3 separate regions of the Mus musculus genome follow, and regions 2 and 3 are each linked to region 1. A link is a contact called in public HiChIP or PLAC-seq data. All regions are on one chromosome and are shown on one strand. The core of a region is the stretch at or near the end of the contact, and the rest is flanking DNA. Distances in the headings are between cores, read along the strand shown. Region 1 holds the start of 5031439G07Rik (RIKEN cDNA 5031439G07 gene). Region 2 overlaps Fbln1 (fibulin 1). Region 3 has its middle 15 kb from the start of Gm52202.

Region 1 (3,566 bases), core at 273-2,772:
CTACAAACCATTCTCTGGACACCTTTTTGGAGAAAAAAACCCACTAAAATCTGTGTCCTTATCTATACCCCCAGGTGGCTGTACCTGCCTGACAAGAGAACTTTGCTGAGGTGAGCTGGGCTAGACCCTGCTGCCTAAGAAGGCCAGGTGCTAAAAAAGTCTCCTTCAAAAAAAAAAAAAAAAAAAGAATTGAAATTCACTTCTGCTTTTCACAGAGCCTCCCGGGCGTGGCCTACCAAGGGACCCTGAGTTCCAGGTGTTACCCTCTCCCTCTGCTACTGTGGTCCTACCAGGGTACCAGGGTACACTTCCACTTTGGAGCACTGACAGGATCTAGAAGGCTGTTACTTCCCTCAAAGAGAACTCAAGCCCTGACAGGGAGGTGGGGGTGAGGGGACACAACATAGAATGAAGTCATTCCTTACATGAAGAAGGGAGGGGTCTTTTTTTTTTTTTTTAGAGAAAATGACAAGCCCAAGATTATAGGGGAGGGGGTTTCTGCCACATGGTTCTGGGCAAATGTATCAGTTATGCATTACCTCACATCCAAGACGACCCCACCCACACCTCCCAGGCCCTTTCAAACAATGAGACACCCCCACCCCACCCAGCAGCTGAATGACTCCTTAGACCAGAATCACACCCGGAGAGGCTGTAGCAAATCCCTGATTCCAGTGCTAAGTAGGTGGGTCAAGGGGCAGAGGCCCAACAGGTCCCTTGTAGAGCTAATGGACAAGAGGACCTTTAGGTGCAGAAAGACAAAGGCTACAGCAATCAAGAGCCGCGGTCTTCCATGTGGGCTGGGGAATGTGGTCAGGGCACACTGCCTTGAACTCTGAACTCAAGGGCCTCCCAAAATCTCACGCCCACACTCCCTGCAGCAGCAGTGGGGCCCCCAGATCTTCCAGGAGAAGGAAGAAGAGTTAAGGAACCACGAAGAGGAAGAAGGAGCTGGGACAGATATCCTGGCGGTCAGAGGAAGATAGGGACGCGGAGACACAAGGATCGGGGTTCTGTGGTACCAAAAAGACACTGAGACTTGGGGTCCCGAAAGACAGAGCCCAGGGCGGTGGGGATGCACGGAGGGCAAGGAGCACAGGGGGACTAGCGGAGGTGGACTCGCGCGGACACTCACGCGCGCGCCCGTCCCCGTCACTCACCCAGGCCGCAGACCTCACGGCGCAGGCTAAGGCGTCCGCGCTCCTCGGCTATGGCGCGCAGCATGTGCTGCAACGAGCGCTCCTCCGCTTCGCTGCTGTCCACGGACTCCCGGGAGGCGGCCGGCCCAGCCCGGAGCCCCGCGGGCGCGGACGCCGAGGCACAGGCCCTGCCCGGCGGCCGCGCGGAGGCCATGCCGGGCCCCGGCTCATCGCCCGCGCCGCGCCCGCGGGGGCCACCGACACGCCCCGCCGCCCGTGCCCCGCTGCCGCCCGCCGCGAGCACCAGTGAAGCCACAATCCGCTTTTGTGTGCGTCGCCGCCGCCGCCGTCGCCACCGCCGACCTCGGAGCACAGCGGAGCACTGCGATCCTCAGCTCCGCCACCGCCCGCCCGCGCGCGCTCGACACCGCCCAGGCCCCACCCCCGACGCGGGCCCGCCCCCAAACCCGCCCTTTCCCCGCCCCCGACACGCAAAGGCCCTGCCTCATACTCCTAAAACTCCGCCCAGATCTCTGGGCAAGGCGGTGAGTCGTCCCTGGTCCTGGCCCCGCCTACTTCCTTGCGACCAGCTGCTGCCAACTTCAAAAGCCCATCGCGTCCTCGCTCCAACCTGTCGCGTGACGTTCTCGTCATCTCATTCCCACACCTTCCTTGGCCTGCTGACCTTCCCTGCTGCCCGTGTTCCCCAACCCTGAGTCCACTTTCTCCCGCCCCCCGCCCCCCCTCCAGTAGAGTCACGCCTCTGAGCCGCCCCCTCTGCGCCTCACTGATTTTGCGCTTTGTCACCGCCCTGTGCATTCCCTGAAGCCTCCAGCACACCAGCTCTGCTTATTTCTGTCTGAACCTTCCAAGTAGGTTCTGCTAAAAACTTGCTTCACAAAACTCAACAAGAAGTTACCACCTCCTTTCGGAGGTCTCCTGGGACGCCTCAGTTTCCTCTGCTGAACACTTAGGAAAAGGGGTCAGAGAGTTGCTTCCTGTCTTAGCTCCTGTGCTGACTAGAGGCCAGAGGTGGATCAGATCAGCTTGCATGTGATCCTAATTAAAGGCCAAGGTCCAGCTGGGCATCCATCCCTGTGCTAAAAGAGGAAGATGCAGGGAGCAGCCGCCAGAAGCCACGTTCTGAACTCACTCGGTGGTCCTTTCCCAGGACCAGGGTAGGTGACCATGCACTGCTGGTCTCAGCCAGTTACATTTCCAGTGTCAAATTCTCACAATCATGCTAAGCATAAAGTTCTGTCTGCCCCGACTCTTCTTCACCCTGTCTGGGATACCCTTCTCCTAGTCTCCTGTCTCCTTTGGATCCCAGTGTCCTCCAATACATTTCCTCAAAAACAAACAAACTATATCTTGCCTGCCTCCTGTTCTATTATTCCTAGGCACAGCATCCTTACCACTCCCCTGACATCACACTGCATAGCTGTAGGAGGCGTCTCAGAAAACCAGCCCCTTTCCCTTGGGCTTCCCAGTCCTCAGAATGGTTTAAGCCTCCCGTCTGTGACATTGCACCATGGCAGCTCTAACTAAGACACTGTGTATTCCTCAGGCCTGGCTTCTGACAACTGTATTCCCAGCGCCCAATAAATGCAGGCTGTGTGATGGAGACTGGAGAGAGGCCTGCTGAGGAAGATTGTCTCTAAGGAAGGTGGGGTGGGACCACAAGGTGTGGAAACCACTCCAGAGCAGGAAATTGGCAGCTTTGGCATACTGTTCAAGCCTTACCTGGGATTTGTACCGCTCCCCTGAGATGCTCAGGGTAGGGCTTGAGTGACTAATTCCATGGTCCCAGAGCAGTGGTTCTCAACCTTCCTGATGCTGGGACCCTTCAATACATTTCCTTGTTTTATGGTGAGCCCCAACCATAACTTACTTTTGTAGCCACTTCATATCTAATTTTACTAGTTATAAATCATAATATAAATATCTGTGTTTTCCAGTGGTCTAGGGTGACCCCCATGAAAGGATCATTGAACCCCACAATGGGAGCTGAAATGACACACAGGTTGAAAACCATAGTCCTAGAGTCAGGCACAGGAGGGACTCTGTAAAAAGGTACGTATCTCGGAAATTACTGGCCTTTGTCTCCTCTCCCCTGGGCCTGTGGCCCCATCTATTAATGAGGACCCGGTGTGAAAATTGAGGTGACAAGCTGTGAGTCTGGAGAACTGAAGTTTGGCTGTGAGAACGAGGGAAGGGACCAGCCCTCAGACAGCATATGTGAGGTCTTAGACTGGCAGTGGTACTCTTCTCTGTTTCCAGGGAAACCGCATCACTGCCTACACATCCACAGTGCCGGGCTGTTGTTTGAAACCCTTGCTGCTCCAACACCATAATCACCTTTGGGGCTCCCCTCCCCTGGGGAGCCTTCTGAGGAGCTTGGCCAAAGCATTATGTCCTTAGCCACTT
Region 2 (3,566 bases), core at 459-2,958, 240 kb after region 1:
CCTTTGGCTGGCAGGAGGTTCTCTTCCCCCCCCCCCACCCCCCCACCCGTCTCCATCTCTTAGGGCCTCCAACTGCTTAAGTGAGGTTCACTTAACATCTGGGAGGGGCCATATGCTCCTCTCAGAGTCCATTGATTTAAATACCACTCTACTGTCACCAAAGCTCCCTTCATAGTGACTTCCCGTCAAGTTGCCCTGTGAGGTTGACCATCACGGCTGTGAGACAGGAAGATTGCCACGTGCTCTGCAGGAGGCTGGCTCCCTTGCAGACCTCACTTTGCCCTGGCAATTGGTGGGTGATTGCCCTTTGATCTGATCCTCTCAGGAAGGCCTTGATGTGTAAGGTCACATGACAAACAGTGATGTGTAAGGTCACATGACAAACAGTAGTGGAGGGAGGACTTGGCCTTTTTGAGTCTTGGCCAGTGTGAGCCAGTGGCTGGGTGCATCTGTGTTCAGGTGGCAGGCTCTTCCTCAGAGGGCTGTGGGACCACAGAAGCAGTTCTGTTGGCCAGCTCTACCTGTCCCCATTGACTACAGCCACCTGTGCTTGAAGCCCTGAGGGCCATGGCTCTGTGATATAGGAATTTCTTGTTGTTTTTAATTTATATTTCTGAGTATGAGTGTTTCCTGCATATATGTATACCGTGTGCCCTCCATGGTCAGAAGAGTTCTCTTAGAGGACAGAGGAGGGAATTGGAGCCCCAGGAACTGGAACTACTGGTGGCCGTGAGCCAAGTGTGGGAGCTAGGAACGGAACCCAGGTCCTCTGCAAGAAAGATGTGTTTTTAACCGCTGAGCCATCTCTCCAGCCCCGACCCCCTGGTTCTTTCATCCGCTCTCTTACACTGTGAGCTCCTGAGTCGTGCAGGAAGCCCTGAGAAGCTGCAGGCAATCCGTGCACTATGCTTGCTGGGAATTTTACCTCATTCACATCTCTCTTGAGCTTTAGACTCACCGACTACGATAACTAATTCAGGCTGTGTGTTGGGAGAGCTTACCTGCCCCTTCATGTGAGGGTACATTTACCAAAGTTGAACGAGTGTGGTGTGCTCGGATGTGTCCGGTCCTGACAGGAGGAGCAGGTGCTTGTGTCATCTTGTGTCATCTCTCTACCCCTAGCTAAGATTCCTGACGAGGAGGACCAAGAAGACCCGTACCTGAATGACCGCTGTCGAGGTGAGATGTTGGGATCTGTGGGAGTCCTTTGGTAGGTAGCTATGAAAGCCCAGGGGATAGTGTTGACTTCTGCTAAGACTCAGCTGGAAAGTACTTCTGTTCTTGGGGCCCTTGGGGCTCCCTGTTTCTTCCACCCTTGAGTGCTCAGAGCCGGGGGGATCTGTCGGGGACAGTGGCTTATGGAGGCAGGACTGGTGTGAGCACTCCAGTGCCAGCAAGCTCCTGGGCTCTGTGGGTGATGATACTTCTCCAAGGCTGCGATGCCCCAGGAGAGTAGCTATTTCTTATCTGTGTGTCCCTGGAGCCCCGCTTGTCCCTGTAGAGTCATGGTCTCTTAGGAGACCTTTGCACTTACGTTAGAGTGACCACGCAGTGCAGCCTTTTCTAACTAAATTCTTTTTCTTCAAGAACATTCTGGCTCATCTAACCTGACCGTTCTGTTGCAGCTCCACCCAAAGGGTTCACTCTGCGACTGGGTGTTAGGTATGCAGGCAGCTTAATCACAAAGTGATAGCGCCAGCACTCAGTGTCAACCTGCGCTGAGGCCAGGAGGGAGGGGAGAGGGAGATAAGGAGTTCCCAGGAAGCTTGGAGTGAGCCCTCTCTGGGTGGCCACAGATGATTTCTGCGAGAGTGACAGCCGGTGTGACAACTTAGGAGGATCCATTAGCCACCATCGCTGTAAGGCCTGCGTGCCCCTGATAGCCAGCCAGGCTGTGGCAAAGGAAACACAGATCATCCCAGTGGGGTTACACTCGAAGTATCCCGTGTGAGTCACAGGGGAGGTGCCAGGCAGGGAGAGGCTGTACCCACAATTGTCACAGCACCGGACATGGACATGGGCAAGCTAGCAGGAATGGGCAGCTGGAAACCCTTGAGAGTTACATGGGCTCTGATAGAGCCCTGCCTCCAGGTGGAGCCTGTTCCCCCCAGGCCTCTTGTTGACCACGAGCAGTATGCCTCCCCAGGTCCACTCTAACCACAGAAGCAACACAAGGTTCCTAACTTGTCAGACCTCTGCTGCCTTCAGAGGCCCCGGAGACGCTCAGAGCCGAGGCTTGGGAGTGTCCCAAGGACCACACGTGGCTGTGGCAAGGAGCCTGTTTTCTGTGTCCGTGCATCCTGGAAGGGTCTCTGAAGGTCGCTCAGTCTGTTCACTAGCTCCCATGGACTCTGGTTGCAGGTGGCGGGCCCTGTAAGCAGCAGTGCCGTGACACTGGGGACGAGGTGATCTGCTCTTGCTTTGTGGGCTACCAGCTGCAGTCGGATGGTGTCTCCTGCGAAGGTAACATCTGAGAGCTAGCCCCTGTGCTTCGGAGCCTCTGCTGAGCAGGCCTGCGTGGCACAACCTTTGTTCCATTCCTGGAACACAGCTGGGACCTGCGTGCTGCCTGGACAAGGCTGTCTTCTAGAAGACTATAGATACAGTGTGGGCAAAGGGCTGCATTGGGGTTCACCTGGGTTCAGGATCTGCCGTGAGGCCTTGGGTAGATCTTTCTTTCTGCCTTTCCCGTTGTCTAAGAGATGGGGATGATGCATGCGACCTCCTTTGTGGGAGTCTTGTAGACGCCATGATTCTAGGGTCTGGCCCTTACTCAAAGAGATCTGAAACTTAACAGAGCTTGATTTGGTGTCTGCCCCTCTCCAGATGTGCCCACAGCAAGACTCAGCTCAGTTTGATTGGGCAACTTGATGAATGCAGGAAGCCAGATCCACCATGGCTTCTGGGACATTCCTTCTGCTCAAGCTTAAGGCTTGGTTGTTCTTGCTGGTTACTTCTGCATCGCCTTAATCTCTCTAGATATCAATGAATGCATCACAGGCAGCCATAACTGCCGGCTGGGAGAATCCTGCATCAATACAGTGGGCTCTTTCCGCTGCCAGCGGGACAGCAGCTGTGGGACTGGCTATGAGCTCACAGAGGATAATAACTGCAAAGGTACAGCTCACATCCAAACCTAAAACTCACCCCTTCCCCAGCTGTGGGTATGGCCTAGAGGGAAGGGCCCATTGGGCTCTGTGGTGCTGCCCCCATGTGGCTGCCTCAGGTACTGCAAGAAGGAGGAGGGTCCACCTCCTTGCAAAGTACACAAGGGCAAATGAAGGAAGGTCTGTGATGAGCAGGTTTACTTCAATATGATGCTGAGTTAGTGACACTAGCCCATTTGATTTAGAAAGCTCGGAGCCTGATCTTTGACAAACAAGTCCAGGGTCCTCGTTTGTGTTTCCGTACAAACAGAACCAACCCAGATGAAGTTGAAGATGCTTGCTAGCGCAGGTCTTGTGTAAAAATGTTGATCATTGAATTATACGGGGTGACCCAAGAGCCAGATGCCTTCTCTTGGCAGCCAAGCCCTTGAGCAATCCCGCTGCCCCACCCTGCACTGC
Region 3 (3,566 bases), core at 390-2,889, 210 kb before region 1:
ACAGATGAACCATCAATCAAGAAAATGCCCCCATAGACTTGCATACAAGCAATCTGATGGGGGAATTTTCTCAATTGAGATTTCTCTTTCAAGATGACCCTAGTTTGTGACTGAACCCGTGTAGGCATCTGCTTTGCTCCTTTTGGAGGGAGGGGGGAACGAAACGAAGGGAGAGGCGAGGCTTGCTCTTCCCATTGGGACAGCATGGGGCTTATACCGCAGGCCCCTTCCATCTCTGGAAACTGTAGCTCTGTGGCAGTGTACAGACCTGAGCTAGTATTGCCAGCATGGTCAGCCTCAGCAAGCTTGCTCTTTTCTGTCTGATCCCTGACTAGGCATGGGCAAAGTGAAAGCCCAATGCTTAGAACATGAGCGTTGTTGGTGAACTGGAGGGGGCCTGTTACTCAGCCCTGCAGTTCTTCAGGGCGGGCTTGTAGATGACAGTGTATCACACCACATAGAATTTTTTTGAGATTAAAGTAGATTTGTCTTCCTGGTGGCCATCTCTGCTGCTCAACACTGTCACACCTCTGCTGGCAGTCTAAAGTGGCCCTGGGCTGAAGTATCCTTCAGCAAACGCCCTGCCTGTATTCAGGAGCTCGGGAGAGCCTGGCCTGCACTGCTGCTGAGCTCAGGGGCCGGACTCAGGCACTGGCCTGACACCTGTATTGAGAGAGTCCTTGGTGCCCTTGAGCCCCTAGCCAAGCTCCAGTCACACGTGTCAGGGGCCCCACTACCTGCCCACCAGGCTTTGTGTAGAGTTTTGTCTGCTTCCTGCTGCTCTGTCTTGCCAGGTCACCCGAAGCCACATGGATTCTCCTGGGCTTCATGACACTGATGGCTCCTCCTCCTCCTTCTCCTCCTCCTCCTCTTCCTCCTTCTTCCTCTTCTCCTCCTTCTTCTTTTTTTCCTCCTCCTCCCCCTCCTCCTCCTCCTTCTTTTCCTCCTCCCTTTCCTTCCCCTTTCTCTTTCTCTTCTCCTCCTTCTCTACTCCCCCTCCTCCCCTCCTTCTTTCCCCCTCCCCCTCCTCCTCTTCCTCTCCCTCTTCTTCCTTTTCTCCTCCTCCCCTTCTCCTTCTCTTCTCTTCCCTCTTCCTTTCCTCCCCTCCCTACTTCCTCATCCTCTTTTCTTCCTTTCCTCCTCCTCCTTTCCTTCTCCTCCCCCTCTTCCTCTCCTCCCCCTCCTTCTCCCCCTTCCCCTCCTTCTCTTCTCCTCCCTCTCCCCTTCCTCCTCCTGCTCCTCCATTACAAAGCCTTTCTTTTTCCTCTTGTTTCTCTTACTTTGCTTTCTTTGTTTCTTTTTTCTATTTCCTTTTATTTCCCTTTCTTTTTTCCCTTTTTTCTTTCTATCTCTCACTTTCCTTCTCTCTTTCTCCCCCTTTCTTTCTTTCTCTTCATTTCCCTCCTCTTTCCTCCCTCTCTCCTCCCTTTCTTCCTTCTGACAACCCCAACCCTTCCTCTCTGACCCCAAATAGTCAAACAAAGTGGGCTTCCAGCATGGCTCAGTATGGCCTTCCGAGGCAGCCAGCCCCCTTGTCCTGCTCGTAGCCTCTGGAAAAGCCACCATGCGTCTGCACCCCCCCCCCCATGGCGTCTGTGCTCTCAGAATGCTGAATAACCCCAAAGGGTCTCAGAGTTCTGCTGCCAGGGAGAAAGAAAGAAAGAAAAATGATGGCTCCCTTAAGAGCCCACCATTGTGAGCCCCGAATTAACAATGACATTAAATCAAGCCTCATGCATTATGCAGTGGGGTTTACAGGGAAATGCGTGTCTGTGAAATATATGTTTCAAATTTCCTGACTTGGAGAGGTGCCCCAAGACGGTCTCCTGCCGCTCCTTTGATAACAGTTTCCCTTCACAATCGGTAATTGTGGAATCCCAGCCCAGCGCTGCGTGGCCCCGTCACCTTCCCGTGTCTCAGTACAATCTCCCCATCGTTCCCACAGCAAAAGAAAGTGATTATGGCAGTCACACGTAGGAAGCACACGACATGTCCCAGCTTAAAACAATGACAACAGAGCCTGCATGAGGACTCAATCTCCCGGACACAGGGGATAGATTATCCAAGCATTCACTTTTGCGGAGATGACAGCGATTGCCAGTTGACTGCAGAGGTTCGGCAGGCTGCCCAGAACTTGTGGTTGACATTCAGAGAAAGAATGAATTCATAGAATGAGCCACAGATACCTCCCCAGACCCACGCATGTTAAGGTTCCACGATAGCGGGAGATGTCTGGGAAGGAAAATGGAAGTCAGAAAGTAAAAGTCACTCATTGACGATTGAAGCCCAGAGTGCTGCAGACACCGAGAGAGCTCACTCACTCAGCGAGCTTTGGAAATCAGCACAGTGTCTAGGAATGACCTGGAAGGTGGACCAGAGCATTGTTGCATGTAGATTCAGCTGGCCTGACCATCAGGAATAGCAGATAAGCCAAGGTGTGTCACCAGCGTGACTGAAGAGTATCCTGCATTTATTTAGTATGGCCAGGACAGACCTGTGTGTGTTGATTTGGATCACAGTTTCCCCTGGTGACCATCCCTGCTGGTCAGCACTGTCACACCTCTATGGCACACGAACTGGCAGGAGAACATCACCCAGGGTCACGTCTGCAAGCCCACGATGGTTCATCGCCAAGTGGTCTCATAGACACTGAATGATATACGAGCAGAAGGAGTTATTACAGAGTGAATGGTGGGTGGTGAGGGATGGCTCAGTGGGTGAAGGAGAGTGCCAGCAAGCCTAGAGACTGGAGTTCAGTTCCTGGGAGTCACATGGTGGAAGGAAATAACTGCCTCTCACATGCTGTCCTCTGATCTCCGCAGGTGCACCATGACATGTGGGTGACCCCACACATGTACACACACCTGCTATGTCCACTCCAGTAGTGACACGCGCGACAGGCCCTGAAAACCTGGGTGCTGTCCCAAGGCGAAAAGTTCACGGAAACTTAGTCTCCTGGAATCATGGCATCCTGTATAAAGAATGCTCCAATGTCCTTGCTTTAGTTGGTAAACAGATCTGTGTGCTTTCCCTTAATATTGCTTTATTATAAGTGCTCCTAAGGATTGATATTTTGACATATAGCTAAGTTAGATTCTAGGCAGTCCTTGAGCTGACCCTGGGCAAGGATAGCTAAGTCACTGCCCTACACAGAAATTTACCATGATCTAGGAAGAAGGAAGTTTGTGATCTAAGAAGGAACCAGAGTAGATACTTACAATTATAGATAGCTGAGTTACACCCATACACAAGTATTTACAATGGCGTAGGTGGAAGGTGGACTATATAGTAGACTAGAGTAGGAACTATGGCAAGGGCACGAAGCCCTTGACCCTGGCTTCTAAGATTAAGTGGACCTTAGATGGAGCCGTTTTTGATCCCAGTTGTTAAACATTGAATTTTATCCCAGTTGGTTCCTGCCAGTCCTTCCATGTTAGCATTCCTCTGTTTTGTGTAAGAATCAAGTAACCTCTTTGTACCTGGCCGGTGTGTCAGCCAACTTCTCTATTTTCTTCTGTATAAAATGTTTCATGCTTGACAAATTACATTCAGACTCTACACAATCT

Evidence for each region. HiChIP or PLAC-seq counts read pairs in DNA pulled down with a chosen protein or histone mark.
Region 2: an HNF4G HiChIP or PLAC-seq map of pancreatic cancer cells shows a contact between it and region 1. The contact joins the enhancer-like site here to the promoter of 5031439G07Rik in region 1. A contact is called at or near these places in 2 of 484 Hi-C or Micro-C datasets (CD4 T cells and embryonic stem cells), 1 of 115 datasets of contacts at active chromatin or transcription factors (pancreatic cancer cells) and 2 of 9 other capture datasets (adipose tissue and embryonic stem cells).
Region 3: an H3K4me3 HiChIP or PLAC-seq map of stem cell-derived neural progenitor cells shows a contact between it and region 1, with 26 read pairs. The contact joins the enhancer-like site here to the promoter of 5031439G07Rik in region 1. A contact is called at or near these places in 3 of 39 promoter capture datasets (the C10 cell line, embryonic stem cells and hippocampal neurons), 12 of 484 Hi-C or Micro-C datasets (B cells, LSK cells, the NIH/3T3 cell line and 6 more), 13 of 115 datasets of contacts at active chromatin or transcription factors (astrocytes, bone marrow-derived macrophages, embryonic basal ganglia and 5 more) and 2 of 9 other capture datasets (liver and pancreatic islet).

The regions. Positions count from the first base shown.
Region 1 is chr15:84,986,449-84,990,014 of GRCm38.p6, forward strand. It overlaps 5031439G07Rik (RIKEN cDNA 5031439G07 gene), which reads right to left and starts at 1,523. Exons shown (of 10, transcript NM_001033273.3): 1 at 1,161-1,523. The coding sequence starts at 1,224. Gm39558 (a long non-coding RNA gene) reads left to right here and starts at 1,587. Exons shown (of 4, transcript XR_875533.1): 1 at 1,587-1,684; 2 at 2,707-3,008; 3 at 3,098-3,212.
Region 2 is chr15:85,228,438-85,232,003 of GRCm38.p6, forward strand. Fbln1 (fibulin 1) reads left to right here. Exons shown (of 17, transcript NM_010180.2): 5 at 1,123-1,179; 6 at 2,362-2,463; 7 at 2,980-3,117. Among named protein-coding and RNA genes, the nearest start is that of Fbln1, 24 kb to the left of the region's middle. Within about 2 kb of position 1,709, at least 65 of the 459 cell types and tissues checked have an H3K27ac peak or open chromatin away from gene starts, as enhancers often do. A contact at or near this core is called in adipose tissue and pancreatic cancer cells, where this site is marked.
Region 3 is chr15:84,773,987-84,777,552 of GRCm38.p6, forward strand. No RefSeq gene overlaps it. Among named protein-coding and RNA genes, the nearest start is that of Gm52202, 15 kb to the right of the region's middle. Within about 2 kb of position 1,640, at least 26 of the 459 cell types and tissues checked have an H3K27ac peak or open chromatin away from gene starts, as enhancers often do. A contact at or near this core is called in embryonic forebrain and stem cell-derived neural progenitor cells, where this site is marked.